Linked DNA regions of Pan troglodytes: region 1 is linked to region 2. A link is a contact called in public HiChIP or PLAC-seq data. All regions are on one chromosome and are shown on one strand. Each heading gives the region's core, a stretch centred on a gene start, on an enhancer-like site or on the middle of the called end of the contact. The rest is flanking DNA. Distances are from core to core; before and after follow the strand shown. Region 1 holds the start of PINX1 (PIN2 (TERF1) interacting telomerase inhibitor 1). Region 2 overlaps RP1L1 (RP1 like 1).

Region 1 (6,326 bases), core at 3,730-6,229, 240 kb before region 2:
TTCTCTTGCAGGCTAACCAGATAGACCTGGTTTATGAAGACAGGGGAATTGCAATAGAAGGTTTAATACACATAGAGCCAGCTAAATGGGAGACTGGAGTTTTATTATTACTCAAATAAGCTGTCCCGAAAATTCAGAAACTGAAATTTTTATACAGTAGTTTGGCAGGCAGGAAGCTAGGGAATGGGGATTGCTGATTGGTTGGGTTGGAGATGAAATCATAGGTAGTCGAAGCTCTCCTCTTGCATGAGCCACTTCTTGGGTAGGGGCCACAAGACCAGACGAGCCAGTTTACTGGCCTGGATGGCTCCAGCAGATCCATCAGAATGCAGAATGTTATGGTCTATGATAAAACACCGATCTTAGGTTTTATAATAGTAATGTTATCTATAGGAGCAAATAGGGAGGTTAGCAGTCTTGTGGCCTCTGGCTGTATTACACCTGAGCCATGGTGGGGCTGTTTCAGGGAGGGGCTGTTATCATCCTTGTTTTAAAATTAAACTATAAACTAAATTCCTCCCAAAGTTAGTTCAGCCTATACCCCGGAATGAACAAGGGCAGCTTGGAGGTTAAAGGCAAGATGGAGTTGGTTAGGTCAGGTCTCTTCCATTGTCATAATTTTCTCACTGTCACAATTTTTGCAAAGGTGGTTTCAATTCAAAGGCAAAATTTGGTTTCTTGGCTTAAAACCTTTACAGTTCTAATTTGCCAGTTACCGACAGAATGATTCTACTTTTTAAATACTTGACTTTTGTAAGTACTCACAGCTAGTATACAAATTGTAGGTTATTTGAAATAGTCAGAGTATTAGCAATTTCTGCTTCCGGCCATGATGGAGTAAAGAAACTGGATTTACCCTTCCACCTTCACTACAAAGCTGGGAAAAATAGACAAAACAATGGTTTTGAGACATTGAGCAACAGGCAGTGAAAAACTGCAATCCTAACAATTTGTTAATGAAGGAGGTGAGCCCTTTGATAGCCCTCATTTCTGGCCTGAAGAGTTTCCAGGTTGCAGCATAGGGAGATGGAACTCAGACAGAACCTGGAGGTCTCGCTGAGCTAAGGTGACAACAATCAAGGAAGCTAGGATTCTTGGGGCCGAGTGTCAGAGAGAAGAGAATTATACCAAGGGAAACTCCAGATATTTGCAGAAGCGTCCCCTCAAGTCTTCAAATGAAGATTGAGCGGCACTTGCACTGGAGGAAACTACTGGGAAAGAACCACCAGAGACAAGAAGGCAGAAAAATCCCCAGAGCTCACACAGGGCCAAAAGCAACTTGCGTTTCCCCAGTGGAAATAATTTCTAAACGCATGGAGCACCAAGCAGAGTCCTTGACAGGCTGCTGCTTTAACAATGGGACCAGATCATAACTAAACTTAAAAACTATTGTGGGCCCATCTAGCAAAACTTACACAAAAGGCTTGCAAAGGCCACATTTTCCCCAAAGGACTTAACTATCCCAGAACAAAATATTTGAAGGAATACAAAAGCCTTCAGCCCCCAATAAAGTAACACTCACAATGTCGGATGTAAAATAAAAAGGTTACCAGGTGTGAAAGATGCAGGAAAATATGACTCACATCAAGAAGAAAAATGTACCAAAAAAAAAAAAAAAGCATTAGGAAGATCAAACAACAACCGATAACCTTACCAACTAGATATGGTTTTCAGTGAAGAATTAGAGTATTACCTTTTAGACTTTAATTTAATATGTATTTTTAAATTACTGATATTAAATGAACTATGAATGATCAAACCATTGGTATAACTTGGTGTCCTAGAGATTTTTTCCCCTTTACGTATCTTGAGCACTTTCTCATGTGTATTTCACTTTTCTACTTGTAAGAATCAACATTCACTTGGCTTACCTTATGTAATGGGAGGTATATTAGAAGCATGAAAAGGAAATAGGACTCTCAGCTAAATGAACCAAGGGAGGAAAAAAGACAAATAATTGGACCTCACAGGGAGTGAAGGACCAAGAGTGCAGCCAGGCTCTGCAAGCAAGTTCGCTGGGGCCCCAGGGCCTCTCCAGAGCCTCAGGAGAAGCTGTTAGTGAATGAGTGTTCCCTCTGATGCTCTGCCTTAGGGAGACCTAGCCCTTATTATCTCAGTCTTCCTTCTCTTCATACATCTTTTGGATTTTTTTGTTGTACAGAATGGCTTCTGGCCTGGATCATTCAAATCTGTCCTACATGCCTGATTAGTGTTGCCTATTCTAGAATTTCATATAAATGGAATCATATATCATGTACTTCTTCCACTGAGCATCATGTTTTTGAAATTAATTCAGGGGCCAGCGAAATTTTTCTTAAAGGATCAGACAGTAAACATATTAGGTTTTGGGGGCCACAGTCTCTCCCAACTGCTTAGTTCTGCTGGTGTGGCCAGAAAGCAGCCAAACAATAGATACATTAATGAGTGTTTATCTATTGTTTAGCTGCTTTCTGGCTACACTAGCAGAACTACGTACTTGGGAGAGCCAACTACCTGTATAGAAAAAAAAAAAAAGAGAAACTACTTTACCCTTGAGTCCATTCATACCTTGCTCATGTCATGGACTGTTATGCAAAGAAAGGTCTGTGGATCATTGGTATCCACATTTTTAGATCCTGTTATAAATGCAGAATCTGGCTCATGCCTGTAATCCTGAAACTTTGGGAGCTGAGGTGGGAGGATCACTTTAGCCCAGGAATTTGAGACCAGCCTGGGAAACATAGGGATATCCTGTCTCTACAAAAAATAAAAATAAAAAAATTTAGCTGGATGTTGTGGCACATGCCCGTAGTCATAGCTAAGGTGGGAGGACTGCTTAAGTCAGAGAGGCAGACGCTGCAGTGAGCCATGGTCACACTACTACGCTCCAGCACGGGCAACATAGTGAGGCCCTGTCTCAAAAAAAAAAAAAAAAAAAAAAGGCAGAATCTCAGACTCACCCTAGGCCTGCTGAACCAGATGTGCATTTTAACATGATCTCTGGGTGACTGGCGTGCACAGTCATGTCTGTGAAGTATTGCCCAAGGGAGTCTGCTGAGACACTGAAGGACAAGATGGAATGGGTTACATTGGATCACCTTCTTTTAACAAGTGCAATTTCCACTCCAGCTGGCCATTTAAAATACAAACAAGATTCTGTAATTTTTTTTAAATCCCAAACTTAATAATATTCTTTTTCAGTAGATGATCTCCATTAATATTTCATAGCCATATAGAATGCTGGGGTTGAAACAAAATAGGAAACCATCCTGCATTCACCAAAAGGCAGAGTCCCTTCTACAATATTCCTCTGTGGCCTCTAACTGAGCATTTCCAGGAGACACCTCATTGTAACAGAAGATCCAATGATAACTAACCATTTACCACCTGAACCATGGCAACAGGCCATAAATGTCTGCTTCGATCTTCTTGACCATCTTAGAGACAAAATTACCTTTCTGAAATCATATACCAACACAGGAGGTGCTTGAAAAACTCTGATTTCCGACTAATTCAGTATTCTCCATTCTATATAACTACCTTCCACGCTCTCTGGCATAATCAAATAGATCTGCTAATTATCCTAAGATTTTTGTGATCCTGCCTTCCTGAGTCCAGTGCCCTACTTTTAACCTTGTTCCCTATGTCACAATGTCACAGCTTTCCTGCCTTGGCTGGGAAAATTCCATTCACTTGCCTCCCCTCACCCCCTCAGTATTCACTGATAGCTATAAGCATCCTTTTGTGTTTCTTCTAACTTTTATGAAACTAGGGTTTACCTTTTTCATCCAGATTCCTAGTTAAAGGGAGAATTTCATTGTAAACAAGAATCTAGTCCTTCAATTGCTTTTCTTGGCACCTGAGTGGTGCTCTTTTTACCTTCCTTTTATGTAGGAAAGGCTTCTGTGTGCACTGTCACCTGAAGTTTACTGGAGAGTCACTCACCCAAAAACATGTCTTTACCATACTTAAAAGTGTTATAGCTAGGAGCTTATTAGAACTCCCCTGGAGACAGGGACACTTGAATTAAATTTTGCAAACATCTATGGAGCCTTACCATACTTACATTATTTTGCGAGGTGCTGGTACGAATACAGAAATGGATACAATAAAGGCATCCTTCCAGTGTGTGCACTGTGGTGGAGAAAATAAATAAAACCTTTGCCTTGATGAAGGCATCCCATTATTTAAAGAGGTAACATTTTCCCCACAACTATTTTGTGTGGGGTCCCACAAAAAAACCGATAGATAGCAGACCTATCTTCTGATATCTATCTACTATCTATCTATCATCTATCTATCTATCTATTTGTCTATCTATCATCCATTTGTTTATCTATCTCAGAAAGCAGAGGTAGGGTACGAGGAAGAGATGGGACATTACAATGCAAAGTCCTCCCCTCCAGCCAAGTTTTTCAAACTCCTTGTCCATACAACATCCATGACCCTAAGTTCAGCTCTTTACACATTTCTTTTCCCCGTGAGGCTGAGCTGCTTGAGGGCAGGTCACGTCTTTCCACTACCCTTCTTGCCGGCACCTAGGGCTTCCTGATGGAGACCCTACAGGTAATCCACGTGAGCTTATGCTCCGCGGCAGACACGCCCAGGCGGGCTTTACTCACATCAATCGCTTAGTACGCACACTCACTCTAGCCAATGAGCGAATACGTACTCCTTTCTCCACCTCCCGCAGGGCGGCCACCGCCCCCTCAGTCCCTCTTTGTCCCGTCACCTCCCCAGGTTGCCCCGCCCTGCTCCGCCCCCTCGCCGCCGCGTGCTCGAGGAGCGAGTCGCGCGCTACTGACGTCACCAGCACGCGCCCCGTCTGCTGCAGTCCGCCGGCGAGGGAGTTACGCACGTCCTGATTCTCCTGGAGTCTCCAGCCCGCCCAGTGGCCGCAGTCACCCAGGTCCAGAGGCGGCGGTATCACAGGCTCTCCGACATGTCTATGCTGGCTGAACGTGAGTGTCGGAAGCGGAGGCCCGACCCAGGCGCGGTGGTGAAGATGCCGGGTGACGCGCACGGCAGCCCGGAGTGGCTGGGAGCTCGGGTTGCCGGCGCGCCTGGCGCATGGGATCGGGGGACCGGGGAGCCGAGCCCGGCTCTGATTGTCCTGCTCGCCGCAGAGCTCCCCGAAAGTTGGCCGCAGGTCTGCTAGTGAGAGAGACCGCAAGTGTCTCCCGGAGACGCCGTCCTCAGAATCACCCTGGGGCGCGTGCGAAGTGGGTCAGAACACCGGGTCCCGGGACTGGCCCCGCCGCCGCCCTTTGTGGGGTCCCGGACTGGTTGCTTCTCCCCACCCGGACCTCAGCTTCCTCAGGTTAAAAAGAGAAGGTTGAGCAGAAGGATCACTTCAAACTGTAATCACATTGTCCAAGATGTCTTGGACCCAGAAAAAGAAAAAGCAAAGGAGTTAGAAGTCTCAAATATGGGACGTCAGCCACTTAGCGAGGGAGTGCAGGGCTAATGTGTAATTCTAAGTGAGACTGGCGTTTTTGACCTTATTAGTTGGCCACAGCGCCCCGTCCTGCCTGTTTACCTTTGACATTTATCTTCACTTGGTGGAGTCGGTGAAACCCCTGTCTCTGGAGAGGCTGCTGAACTTCTGAATTGTACCTGTAGCGAAGGTCGCTTGCCGCCAGATGGCAGTCATGCTTTGATCCTGAAAAGCGGGTCCTGCTTGGCGAGTTGTATAGTGAGCAAAGAACAGAAACAGCTTATTTAACAGATCAAGCAGACCAGCACAGGGATTTTGTGAAATAAGTGCTGTTAGCACTCTCTTTTCTAAGAGGGTGGAGGACTTAGGAGCACAAAACGAAATGGGTCAGGCACCATCCCGATTTTACAGGGGCAGAAATTGACGTTCAAAGGAAAATAATTTGCCCCTAGTCATTGAGCTAGAAAATGGCAAAATTGATCCAGTTATCTCTGTATCTTTATGTTCTTCCCCGTAAGACCAGCGGAGACCCATAGAAATGAGTATGTTTTAGACTGAACCCGTCGGTTCTATTTTTTCACCAGTAAAAAATGAGGAGTCAGGGTTAGAGCCTAGATAGCTAAGATCTCTTCTGGTTTTCGTATTCTTTGATGTTTGCTTAATTCAGCATGCACTTGGCGACTTTGGCCCTAGTTCTGCTATTCATTTATGTCTGTTCCTTTGATCAGTGTTTGTGAGGCCACAAAATCTTCTCTTAATATTTTTATCCCTAGGTGGCCTTAAATCAGTGAGATGGTGAACATGAACATAGTTTGAAAAGTCTGAAATATAGAGGTGTAAAATGCTATTTGTAGACATCAGTAATTCAGATTACATGATTTCAAGAGTGTTTTCAGTTCTCCTCTTCCCA
Region 2 (6,837 bases), core at 3,888-6,387:
GTGTAGAGGCCCCGGAGGCTGAAGAGGAGGCCCAGCCAGAGCCAGAAGGTGTAGAGACCCCAGAGGCTGAAGGGGAGGCCCCGCCAGAGTTGGAAGGAGAAACTCAAGGTGAGAAAAAGGGGAGCCCTCAGGTCAGTCTAGGAGATGGCCAATCTGAGGAGGCTTCTGAAGGCAGCAGCCCAGTCCCTGAGGACAGGCCCACTCCACCCCCTTCCCCAGGTGGAGACACTCCCCACCAAAGGCCAGGCTCCCAAACAGGCCCTTCCTCCTCCAAAGCATCCTCTCGGGGCAACTGCTGGCAGAAAGACTCAGAAAATGACCATGTACGTGGAGACACAAGGAGCCCTGATGCCAAGTCCATGGGGGCCCCTCATGCAGAGAGGAAGGCCACCAGGATGTATCCAGAAAGTTCTACTTCTGAGCAAGAAGAGGCCCCTTTGGGCTCAAGGACTCCAGAGCAGGGGGCCAGTGAAGGCTATGACGTACAAGAGGACCAGGCACTCGGAAGTCTCGCCCCCACCGTGGCAGTGGGCAGGGCAGACGGCTTTGGCCAAGATGACTTAGATTTCTAGACAAGATCAAGCTACAAAACAATCACGGGCTTCGGAGCTCTGTTTTTATTCATATTTTTTCTACAAAACTGAGCAACGTTCAGTCCACTGGAGACGTCCACAGTACATGGACAAAGACCAAGGACTTGCCAAGGACACAGCCCATGCCATGCTGTCCTGGGACTCTAAGTCCAGAAGCTTCAGAGAGCTCTGTGGCCCGTCCCACACGCAGTGTGAAGAAAGGGGGGTCTGCGGATCTGCCCGGTTATCGGAGGTCAGCCCGGCTCCCATTTATTTGTCTGCAGAGCCCGAAAGATGGAACTGATTGGAAAGGCTCCAGTTTAGCTTTTGTTTGTGGGTTTGTTTTCTGCTAGCAAGTGTTTCTCTCTGTCTTTTCCCTATTGATCTCCTGTTACTTTTCTCCTTGGCTTCTGCTGGCACTCACCTCATTTGACTTTGAGGTGCTTTTTTTCTAGTCTTGAATATATTTGATGACTCTGCAGAAATACTTGGGCAAAGCAGGTAACTTCAGAGTCATTGGATAAAGTTTGTTCTCAACCCCAAAGTCCAAGTTGTTTTTCCTTAATTGATACTTTTTGTAATGAAAAAATGGAAAATGCAAAAAAACGCAGAAAGGAAGAAATAATCCTGTCACTCAGAGACTTCTGTTTGCAGTTGAATGTATTTCCTTCTCCTCCTAACCATTTTACAGTTGAGATGATTCTTTATATATATATTTACATATGTTTTAAAAACTTAACAATGTAAGGATTTCCCCTGTTTATCTCAAAATCATCATAAACCTATCTCTTAACATTATTCATAAACCTGAATAATGTGCCGTTAACGAGTATATTGAATACTTTCTCATTTTCCTATTTTTGACCTTTTAGATGGTTTCCCTTATTTTGCTTTTAACACTTTTTTTTTTCTTGAACTTCTGATTAATTCCTTAGGGTAGACTCCCAGGCATGGAATTACCAGGCCAAAGGATATCAACATTTTTAAGGCTTTTGATATCCTGCAGCCAAACTGTTTTTTCTAAAGATCTGTACTCACGGTGAGAGTATGATCAGTGTTTGGTGTTGTCATTAAAACTGAAAAATCATTTGCAAATTTCATTGGCAAAAAAATAGTATCTTATTTTAATGCGGTACTATCTTAGATATATATTTGATAACTAATGAAATTAAAATTTTTTCTAGGTTTTAAAAAACTATTTGAATGTAAATGATGTGTGCATGCTTTTGACCCATTTTTCTACTGAGATCCCAGCTTTTTTTTATTTTAATGAATTGATTTGCCTGTGCCCTTTATAAATTTTTTTAAATTCTATTTCTCATTTGCAAGATTTTAAAAATGCCCTCTCTGCACACCCTTCAAAAGCAGGGCTTAGACTGAGCCACATGCAGGTAGAGAGCTCCTGGATGGGGTAGAATGTCTTTGACTGGTTCTCACTGGCTTTCCCGCATATACCAGAGCATTCATTTTGTGGCATCCAGATGTATTAAAATGGAGTCTGTGCTACAATGACAGGTACTGCCCCCAGTTATCTAAATGTATCCACACAAAGCAAAGGTTGGGTATCTGTTGTCTGTACATGTCTGCAGTCTTCTATCTACAAATGGAGATGTTATTTAAAAATTCTGACATGTGCCAGGCATAGTGGCTCACGGCTGTAATCCCAGCATTTTGGGAGGCCGAGGCGGGCAGATCACCTGAGGTCAGGAGTTTGAGACCAGCCTGGCCAACATGGTGAAACCCCATCTCTACTAAAAATACAAAAATTAGCAGGGCCTGGTGGTGCATGCCTGTAATCCCAGCTACTCGGGAGGCTGAGGCAGGAGAATCACTTGAACCCAGGAGGCGGAGGTTGCACTGAGCCAAGATTGTGCCACTGCATTCCAGCCTGGGTGACAGAGTGAGACTCTGTCTCAAAAAAAAAAAAAAAAAATTGACATGTTTTAAAAATGTTCTGCAAAGGTGATTCCTTAAGGTGTTTACAATAAAAGCATAATTTTATATAAATGTAAACTATGATATATTTGGGGGGTAGTGTTTCTTCATATTGGATGAAGGGCTGGTGAAGAATTACACTCACAAGTCACATGTCAATCAGAACTGGCATCTTAGCTAGAAGCCCCCAGTGGAACAGATTGCACTGTGAGCTTGTTCTGGAAATGGTGACATGCAGGGGCGTGCAGCACTTGTCACCACTACTGGCTGGCATGAAGCATCCACCGGGCACCTCTTCTGTGATTTGAAGTCCCCATTCTTTCTCTGAGAGATGCTCCAACCCCTTTGTTTCACTCCCTGCCCCCCCTGCCCCAATGCTAGTGACAGCCAGTCCTGTCCCTGTCACTTACTGACCTGGCACCTCATTAAAATGGCATTGTCCATCTCTAGTTAACAGCATGCAATGAAAAGAGCATGGGACCTGGAGCTGAAGGACCTGGGCTGAAGTCCCAGTGATCCCAACTCAGTTTCAGCATCTGCGAAATGGGCTAAATGATGTTTTCCTCACTGTAGTGTTGAGAAATAGATAATATGAAACTTTATTACACACATGGTGGGGATAGATGCATATTTTAATTATAACTGCTAAGTATTCAGTGCCTACAATGTGTCACGTATCATACTAGACTCTTGATATAAATGATCATTTGTGAGATTTAAACTTCTCAACACGTCTGTGAAATAGGCAAGTAGGTGTTCCATTTCACAAATGGAGAAACCGAGGCTTGGAAGAGAGACAGACTTGCCCAGACTCACACAGCTAGTTAGGAACAAAGCCAGGATTTAAACTCAGATATTTCAGACTCCAAATCCACATCTTCCATTGTATCATAATTTTTCTTTTTTGTTTTGATTTAGATCCTGTAAATAAACACCTTAGCTAGAGGTAGCCAACACCTTGTTGAATGACTTTACTGCAAGATAGTGACAACTTAGGGGAGTAAATTAAATGGGATTTTTGGTTCAGCTGATTCCATTCTGCCTCCAGCAATGTTCTCCTTCTGTACAGATAGCAGCAGCTGCAGATAACCTGGGTTTATAAAGCCGATCATTAAACTGAAAAGTTATCTGCATTAAAATGAAGTTATCTGCCCATGGGATTCTCCTTTTAGTTTACAAACACACCCGCTTTAAACCACCCCCGCCCCGTACGTCTGCAGTTTATATTTAAAAAATTTGTTGTTAATGGACAACTCTGTGTTTCCTTCTGACCTGGAGATAAAGAATTTCAGGGCCATCGGCTGAGAGGATTTTTGTGCCTTCTCCTTGATTCCTTTCTCTACAGCACTCTTTTAGCATCTCTTAAAATGCTGGCATTCCTATAGCCTCAGCCTGCCCCGAATCAAAACCCATGTCATGTGTCACTCAAATGCTGACGAAGGAACCATAGTATCAGCATAATGTGAAAGCTTTTGGCCAGGGGAGTTTCTCCTTGAAGGGGAAGGGGAGGGAACCACGCCCTTCTCTCCTGTCTATTGTCCAGCTGGTGGGGATCAGAGACTCCAGTTGAAAAGGATCACCATTTAGGGGTTAGAACCAAAGACCCATGTCCAGCCCCACACCTAGAGATGCTGACTTTATCAGTCTGGGGCAGGGCTTCAGCACAGTGCTCGTGGAGGGGTTTGATGTTCAGTGGAGGTAGGTGATGGCTGATTCAGTCCAAAACCCCACAGCTGTGTGAGTGGCTGAGCCCAGACCAGATTCCAGGCCTTTCTCCGTCTCTCACTCAATATCCCCCATCCCAGAACTAGGAGAGGCCCTGCAGAGAAACGCAGGCAGGCAGCAAAGCCACTCCCTTGTCATCCAGACTAGTTGTCCCCTCACCCACATGCCCCCATTCCTCTCCATTCAAACTCCCTGCGTCATTGGGGTCTCCACGCGAGGACAGGCTGTGTCTCCAGAAGGGCCCATCTAGCCCGGCCAGGGGAGAAGGAGACCCATCCTTAATCTTATGAAGCCTTCAACATAAGTGCATGCTTGGAACCGAGAGGTTCCTGAGGTTTCCAAAGATCTCACAGGCCCGTGGGTTTTTTTCCTTCACTTAAATGAACATGAAAACCACCTACGGGGCTTTAAGATGGACAGTTCCGCTTATGAAATTCTGATCCAGTGTGTCCGAGGCCTAGGAATGTGCATTTCACCAAGCTCCCGGAGGAAAGCGGGCACAAACCCCCGCCGCCTGCCTGCATTCTACATCCGGGCGCCCAGAGGAAAGCGGGCACAAATCCCCGCTGCCTGCCTGCATTCTACATCTGGGCGCCCAGAGGAAAGCGGGCACAAAACACCCCGCCGCCTGCCTGCATTCTATATCCGGGCCACCCTCCCACCAGGATGTGTGGTCCTCGGAGAGGCTGAGCACCTCTCACCAGCCCCGGCCCAGCAAACACACACACGGACACGCACACACACACGAACACACAGACAGCTGCTTCCTTGCTCTCATTATGTAGTCTCCCCAAGGGACAGTGGGGGTCAGCCAGAGTCAACCTCTCGCTCCGTCTTCCTCTCCGGAGAGGCAATTAGGGTGGATACGGAGCCATCTCCCTCCTCTGACCCTCCTGCCCCGGTGTCCACAGGCACAGCTGGCAGCCCAGGCCCCCATCTATGGAGACGGGACTCAGCCCGCACAGACACACGCCTGGGCTGCAGAGGCGCCGGGGCTCGCTCCCTCTCACTAACCAAGTACCCCGGGCAGAGGGACCCTGGCTTGTTTCGTGACTTCCGCTGGATCCAGCCAGGCCTGGCCTCCTGGGGTCATTGGCCTGGGGTCCAAGCTGAGCCTCCAGATCCAGGCGGCAGGCGGCAGCCTCATGGCGCTCGTCCAGGGACCAGGTCTCCAGCCTCCCATTGGTTCAACCCTCACCCTGAGAGGCTGACCGAGCCCACCTGTGCCCTCCTGGGTCCCACATTTTGAGACCTGGTTGGGGTGATCATGGCCCCAGGCACTCAGATTGTGGGTGAGGCCCCTGCAGCCCTGTGAGTGAGAAGCATACTCCCCCCCGGCCCTGCCTGCCTCCTCCATCACCTCTTTCTCTCCTCCCCTCTCCTCTCACCGCCCCCACCACCCGCTGGGCCCCGCATCACTGCTGGCTATGATCCTATTTTCCAAAGGCTGGGGTGTTCTCAGTCATCATGTCCCTAGACGGTGGTGGCCAGCACTCCTAAGACACTGACCCCAACTTGGTGACCATCTCTGGCCCTCTCTAGCCCAGCTCTGGAACCTCCGTGCCAGCAGAGCCCATCCGTGCTCTGCTGTTCCTTCTCCTGCTTTTGGGCAGAGGACTCCCAAGTCCATGGCTCAGGCCCAGGATCTCTCTCAGCTCCCTTCACCACATTGCCTGGGAGCCACACACCCAGCAGACGGCACCCTCTGTCCTCGTCCTCAGCCTGCTCTTGTCCCCATGGCTAGACCTGGCCCCCAGTCATCCCAGGCTTATCCACCCCCACCCCCAGCTCCCAGCCCTGAATCTACTAAAGCTGCCCCAGGCCCAGCAGTTCCTGCCTTCCCAACCCCTCCACCTGCCTCCTCAGGGTGTCCCCACATCTAGACTTGCCCACGCCACTCTGTCCTCACCACTTGCCACCACTTGCCTCTGGAAAAGAGAAAGCTCGCCATGCTGCCTCTGCCTGCAACTGCCCAAGGGCCTCTCACCACCCCCAGCCAGGGCCAGCCCCTCAGCCTGGGTTCTGCTTACCCCATTTCCCTACCTCCTTTCCTCCCCTCCTCCTCCTTCTCTCTCCTCCCGCCCCTCCCCTGTCCTAGCCTGCTGTCCCCTCCCCCTTCACCCATCTTCCTCTTGCCCCAGCCTAGCAGCTCCCAGTGTCCCGGAAGCCACCACTCCAGCACCAGATGCCTGGGCCTGCAGGGCCTTTGCTCTAGGGAGTACTCCATGCCCGTCCTGGGCACAGCACCCACAGGCTCACACCAGCCTGGGCTAAAGGGCCTTTGCCCTGTGGAGCACCCAGCCCCTTCCTGGGCTCAGAGTGTGCCCACAGGCCCACACCACTGCCTTGGAGGTCAGGGCTGCCCACGGCCCCTCCTGCTGCCGGCCTGCTGACAGTGACCTGCACGTCACAGATGCCTACCAAAAGCCTTATTGTTAATGACTTGGAAAAAAAATGTATTTTTACTAAGATATTTTACTGAAGCTCAGGGATGAGGAGGAGGTTTCCTCCTGACTACCTTTCCCAGGAGGGTGGCTCAGGTGCACCCTGCCCAGGCCCCGTCCTGGAGGCAGCACCGGGGAGGCGGAGGGCAGGCTCTGGGGTG

The links. HiChIP or PLAC-seq counts read pairs in DNA pulled down with a chosen protein or histone mark.
Region 1: an H3K4me3 HiChIP or PLAC-seq map of stem cell-derived excitatory neurons shows a contact between it and region 2, with 6 times the contacts expected there. The contact joins the promoter of PINX1 here to the enhancer-like site in region 2.

What each region holds. Positions count from the first base shown.
Region 1 is chr7:16,828,163-16,834,488 of NHGRI_mPanTro3-v2.0_pri, reverse strand. PINX1 (PIN2 (TERF1) interacting telomerase inhibitor 1) reads left to right here and starts at 4,979. Exons shown (of 7, transcript XM_054656525.2): 1 at 4,979-5,299. The coding sequence starts at 5,050. It overlaps LOC101059533 (a long non-coding RNA gene), which reads right to left and starts at 4,690. Exons shown (of 4, transcript XR_001720022.3): 1 at 4,602-4,690; 2 at 4,046-4,113; 3 at 2,940-3,041.
Region 2 is chr7:16,583,366-16,590,202 of NHGRI_mPanTro3-v2.0_pri, reverse strand. It overlaps RP1L1 (RP1 like 1), which reads left to right. Exons shown (of 3, transcript XM_016959005.4): 3 at 1-2,579. The coding sequence ends at 572. Among named protein-coding and RNA genes, the nearest start is that of RP1L1, 20 kb to the left of the region's middle. Within about 2 kb of position 5,137, at least 2 of the 24 cell types and tissues checked have an H3K27ac peak or open chromatin away from gene starts, as enhancers often do. A contact at or near this core is called in stem cell-derived excitatory neurons, where this site is marked.